Linked DNA regions of Salmo salar: region 2 is linked to region 1. The links are chromatin contacts, called in public Hi-C maps. All regions are on one chromosome and are shown on one strand. Each heading gives the region's core, a stretch centred on a gene start, on an enhancer-like site or on the middle of the called end of the contact. The rest is flanking DNA. Distances are from core to core; before and after follow the strand shown. Region 1 holds the start of LOC106577246 (transmembrane protein 150A). Region 2 overlaps LOC106577245 (S-adenosylmethionine synthase).

The links. A called contact is a pair of places that touch in the nucleus more often than the background predicts.
Region 2: a Hi-C map of muscle shows a contact between it and region 1, with 7 times the contacts expected there. The contact joins the enhancer-like site here to the promoter of LOC106577246 in region 1. A contact is called at or near these places in 2 of 3 Hi-C or Micro-C datasets (gill and muscle).

The regions. Positions count from the first base shown.
Region 1 is chrssa18:31,131,600-31,134,413 of Ssal_v3.1, reverse strand. LOC106577246 (transmembrane protein 150A) reads right to left here and starts at 1,441. Exons shown (of 8, transcript XM_014155172.2): 1 at 1,090-1,441; 2 at 563-825. The coding sequence starts at 627.
Region 2 is chrssa18:31,184,217-31,187,030 of Ssal_v3.1, reverse strand. LOC106577245 (S-adenosylmethionine synthase) reads left to right here. Exons shown (of 9, transcript XM_014155171.2): 9 at 1-8. Among protein-coding and RNA genes, the nearest start is that of LOC106577245, 14 kb to the left of the region's middle. Within about 2 kb of position 1,405, at least 8 of the 13 cell types and tissues checked have an H3K27ac peak or open chromatin away from gene starts, as enhancers often do. A contact at or near this core is called in gill and muscle, where this site is marked.

The DNA.
Region 1 (2,814 bases), core at 192-2,691:
CACATAGACCTAGACCTAATAAAGGACTGAATAGGAAGGCCTATAGCAATAGGCCTACAGGCTACCTGAACCTGCTATTTTGAAAGAGTGAGAGAGGGAGGGAGGGATAGGAAGGGAGGGATGGATGGAGAGAGAGATATAGAGAGATGGAGGTAGAGATTAATCACAGCCCAAGCTATAATACAGACAGTAGTGATCTAAGGCCACATGCAGGCCTGGGGAGAGAACTAATCCACTCATATCACCATGGAGCCCTGGAATGCACAGCAGCTATGCAGCCAGGTTCTATGACCAGAGCAGTGGTGGTTGGCAAAGTTGGTTTGCATGACTAGATACTGTCCAATCCTGCCATAAAATGTCAGGTATAAAAATAAAAAAAATCTATATAAAACTATGGCTGTGGATTGCTTTATCATGGTAGTTTGACGTTGTATGACAGTTGGCCACTGACTGACTGTTTGAGATTCTGTGCCAGACATGTTGTGCCTTTGGCCAAAGAACCAAACAACAATGGACTATTTTGAGTTGGCTTAAAAGATCAACAAAAAGCAGAAACACTCACACAACCCATATTCCAGTGATGGTCAAGGAAGGCAGACTAACAGGTAGTATGACCCAAAGAGACATGTCCTCTCCCTGCTCTGTCCCTCGGTCCCTCTGTTTCGGGAAATAGCCCTCTTCTTCTTTCTCCTCGTCCTTGGCCAAACTCGCACTCTCCTCTCATGGACTAGCATTTAACTCCAGGTAACTGGCAGTCGCATCTCAGCCGACGTGTTTGTGACTTGAAGGCGAGGAAAGGGAGTGAGCGGAGACGACGTGTCCAGTCTGGAAAGAGGAAGAAGATAGGCTACTCAACATCACCATCATCGTGTTGTCACTATTGGCTATTATGAAATCTGGACAGATGACTGGGTGACTATAGTCAACTGGTTTACAGTGTAAACACACAAGATGATATTAACTTTTTAGACACTTTCGCAGCAAAATATTCATTATTCAGTTAACGTTAGCGGTTTGATGCTAAATTGCCCATCAACTCTAGCCAATTGTTACAGGAAATAAAGATAAGATAGATTCTCAGCATCTCACCGTTTCCCTTTTGGAAAGATTCGTTTTTCGCTCCCAACTTTCGTTTCACCTCACTCTCGTCTCGAGCGCCTATAACTGCAACAGCTCTGTCAAAAGGCACCTTTTCACGAGGCAAATCTCTCCTGTGTTTCTCACGAAAAATACCAACGAGTCAGTATATATTCGTTTTAAATATTTTGGCAGTTTTAAGTCCCCCTTGTTCGTTTTTCTTCTTTGAATGGACAATTACTGTGTGTCTTTTCTGAGGGAACGGACGGTGTTTCGTGTATCTCCGTGGGGAGGTAGCTTTGTCAAAAATCATCAAAGCAGGCTTGCCAGCTGTTGAGCGCAACTCCTCCCCCATCCGGGGTTATTGGGTGCCTTCAATTTATCTCGCCCGGTTGGACAAGAGGTGCAGAAAACGACTGAATATCCAATGGCCACAAATGACGAACTCCGATCACCGACGGTCAGGTGAACTAAATCAAGCGAACCTATTTGTTTTCTCGCGCCTCCACCATGCATCGGTGTTCGAGCCTGCAGTTTAGCTCTGATTTGTTTGTTTGACTAATGCTTTGTATGTTCGTTTGTTCCTGTTTTAAGAAAAATTGTTATCCTCATTATTCTGTGAATTTAGGTCACGCTGTTGACAACAGTGTCAACAGCGTGTATTAACTAGGCCTACATCCCAATAACCGTTTTCGGCACGCATGTCTTGTGGTATATTTTTGACACCATGGTGCATCTCAATAGTCTGCCTGGGAAGTAGAACTTCTTGTCAAACCAAATAGGTGGCATGAAATGAACATAGCTTAGTAGAAGGTACACGATTGCGTCATGTACATTACATCTAAATCCGTAGAGAAACAATTTCAGCATTCATTCATCCATCTCCATGACTATTTCAAACCACAGGAGGTTGGTGGCACCTTCACTGGGGAGGGCAGGTTCATAGTAATGGCTGGAACGGAATCAATCAAATGAAACTTTATTTGTCACATGCGCCAAATACAAGTGTACACATTACCGTGAAATGCTTACTTACAAGCCCTTAACCAACAGTGCAGTTCAAGAAGAATAAAATATTTACCAAGTAGGCTAAAGTAAAAAGTAATAATAAAAAGTAACACAATAAGAATAACAATAACGAGGCTATATACAGGGGGAACCTGTACCGAGTCAGTGTGTGGGGGTACAGGCTAGTTGAGGTAATCTGTACATGTAGGTGGGGGCGAAGTGACTATGCATAGGTAACAAACAAACAGTGAGTAGCAGCAGTGTACGGGGGGGCAATGTAAATTGTCCGGTGGCGATTTTATGAATTGTTCAGCAGTCTTATGGCTTGGGGGTAGAAGCTGTTGAGGAGCCTTTTAGTCCTAGACTTGATGCTCCGGTACCGCTTGCTGTGCGGTAGCAGAGAAAACAGTCTATAACTTGGGTGACTGGAGTCTGACAATTTTACGGGCTTTCCTCTGACACCGCCTATTATATTGGTCCTGGATGGCAGGAAGCTTGGCCCCAGTGATGTACTGGGCTGTTCGCACTACCCTGTCAGATGTCGAGCAGTTGCCATACCAGGCGGTGATGCAACCGGTCAGGATGCTCTCGATGGTGCAGCTGTAGAACCTTTTGAGGATCTGGGGTACCATGACAAATATTTTCAGTCTCCTGAGGGGGAAAAGGTTTTGTCGTGCCCTCTTCACGACTGTCTTGGTATGTTTGGACTAGGATAGTTTGTTGGTGATG
Region 2 (2,814 bases), core at 156-2,655, 53 kb before region 1:
ACACCAAATGTACATTTTGACTCGTAACAGGAGTGGAGAAAAATTATGAGTGAGACAGAGTGAGCGGTTAGGGACCGTCTGTAAAGGTGGAGGTGTTATCTTTATCAGCATCATAAAAGCTGATCGTATTTCAACCACATAAAATATGCATCCAAGCATAACTGAAATCTTATCAAAAACATGTTGGGTCATTTTAACAGCTTCTCTTTCCTCGTTCATCTCTGCTTCTCTCGTGCAGAAAATACGTTTAGGGGCCGGTGCAATACCAAAAAAAGGGGATCCCCCCCCCCCCCAAATAAAATCAGTTTGATTGGTTTTCAGGAAATTAAATCCTGAAAACCAATCAAACTGATTTTATTTGGGGGGGGGGGGGGGGGATCCCCTTTTTTTGGTATTGCACCGGCCCCTAAACGTATTTTCTGCACGAGAGAAGCAGAGATGAACGAGGAAAGAGAAAACAAACTTTACTAATGTCAACTGGATTTAAGCATTCATTCTATTGATTTATGCACATGTTAAATTAACACACACCTTATTTGCAATATTCACAGAATGCCTTGCCTTTCGAGTGAATTGTAGAGTTACCACCCATGACTATTTGTTAGCGGCAGACATGGTTGTTGCATTCATCCATCATTCATGCGACTTTCACCAAGTGTGATTCTAAGCAAATATGTTATTGTTTCACACAATACAACACATATTTCATAAGGCCTGCAACTCACATCACTCTATATTGCTAAATTATGTGTAATTCCGATTGGATTCCAGCCAGATTGGGAATATCCAACATTTGGAATTTGTACTCACCCGCAACCTGCATTTATAATGACTGCCGGGTTAGGAAGACTAAAATATCAGACTACCTAAAGCATTTCACTGTAAGGTCTACACCTGTTGTTTTCGGCGCATGTGATAAATACAATTTGATTTGATCTAAACTGGAATACCATTACAGTAAAAGGTGCAAGTAACAGATTGGATTAGTTTCGAAAAATGTATGATATTTATGAGTAGCATAAGATTAATCAATGCAAAAACACTTTGAAACATGTTGACAGCAGATGGGACTTTTATTCATAACATTGCTAATTTAGCTAAATTAACTGGCTAGCTAGCAACGTTTGGTGGTCACTGAGAGTTAGCTAACCAGCTGAGCTAGCAAACAATGTATCATTTCGGATTTGAAAAATACTCCATCAATGGGCTCTGCATTTCAGGAATCACAGTAGCAAATACTCCTGGTGCACTATTCAATGTTTTAGCCATTTAAACATTACTTTTCTTTAAAAGAAAACACTTGTTTGTGCCGTAGTCCTCACCGGCTTTCGTGTGTTTTAGGGTGCGTTCGTAAATTCAATCAGGAGTGCCAGAGTGCCTTCAGGGAGTTCGTAAATTAAGAGCGTTTCGCGGACACTGGACACTCGGGCCGAGGAGTTGGGGTGATCGAGTGTTATGGCCAAGCTTGCTAGCTACTTCCAGCCACAAACGAGAAAACAATTTCACTCGCCCTAGAAGAGCTGTTTTCATGTTATCCAGAGCGTTGGGGACTGTAACTGCTGCGAGCTACAATTTAATTACGCTTTTTTTTGCCGACGTTTACTGACACCGGCCATATTCAACGGATGTTGAGCGTTCGTAAATTCGTCAGCTATTCTGCGCTCTGAAACCAGAGGCGATAGCCAGAGAGAATGTAAGAACCTTAAACGTGAGCTTGTCCATATGTGGAATGTCAGACTCGACGACAGTTGCTACCCATTGGAGCGCTGCGATTGGTTGCCCCACATTTTGGGGCGGGGCTTAGCTGAGGGTAAATTGTGACGCTCGTCACTACTTTTTAATGCTTTTTATGTTTATTCTGAAAAAAAAGATACATGTAGTGATGTCTTAAGTTTGTATTGTATTGTAATTTGAAATGTTATATAAAAAAAATACTAAACGATTACAAAAAAAATTATAGAAAATATATAAAAAACGATATTAACCCCTCCACTCTGTCCATATCACCTGAAGATGGTGCTATAAGTCCTGTATTGGTATTCATCCATAATGGAAGCGGAATATGTATCTGCAGGTTCAAACCACAACCTTTAATCAACCAAATATTAGAAGGGAGATCACCCTCTAACTTGGTTTTCGGATGTAGTTACAACTCTTATTTTTGCTCTGTATCAAACTGGTTTATATTATATGTAGCTTTGTAAAGATCAAATTCACAAAAGTCTTAATTTTGTAATTATATCATCGATACTGCAGGACAGTTTTTACAATGCACTACTACTACTACTACTACACAACACCAACAACAGGTATGCAGTCAGACGACACAGGTCTCTTATCCCAGGGATGTCTTGGGCTGTATACTGTACCTCTTACCAGTGTTACAGTTGACCAAATGTAGCAGTAGAAATAGCTTTGAAGAATAAGGCTTTATAACCACTTATAAGGCATCATAAGGATGCTTAATAACTGTTCATAAGGCCTTAATGCTTTATGATGTGTCTATGAACCCCTGCTCAGTCCTGTTTGACTAAATGCTATTTGTATCTTCATCTGTAGTCTAGAGCTATTGTAGAGCTGCTGCTGGGATCTCGCTGTAAACAATATTAGCCGCCTTGAATTAACTGTTCTCATCTCTGATGGCTGATAAGGTTTGATGTATTTAGTATTCTGACTTAATTGTTGTGATTATTTTGCTAAAACATAAATAGTCTATGAATAAATTGCCAAAGTACATGCTGCCAACAGTAGGTATATTATTTTGTGGACATCTTAAAGTTTACATTTGTACAATTGTATATGCCTGAGATGGTG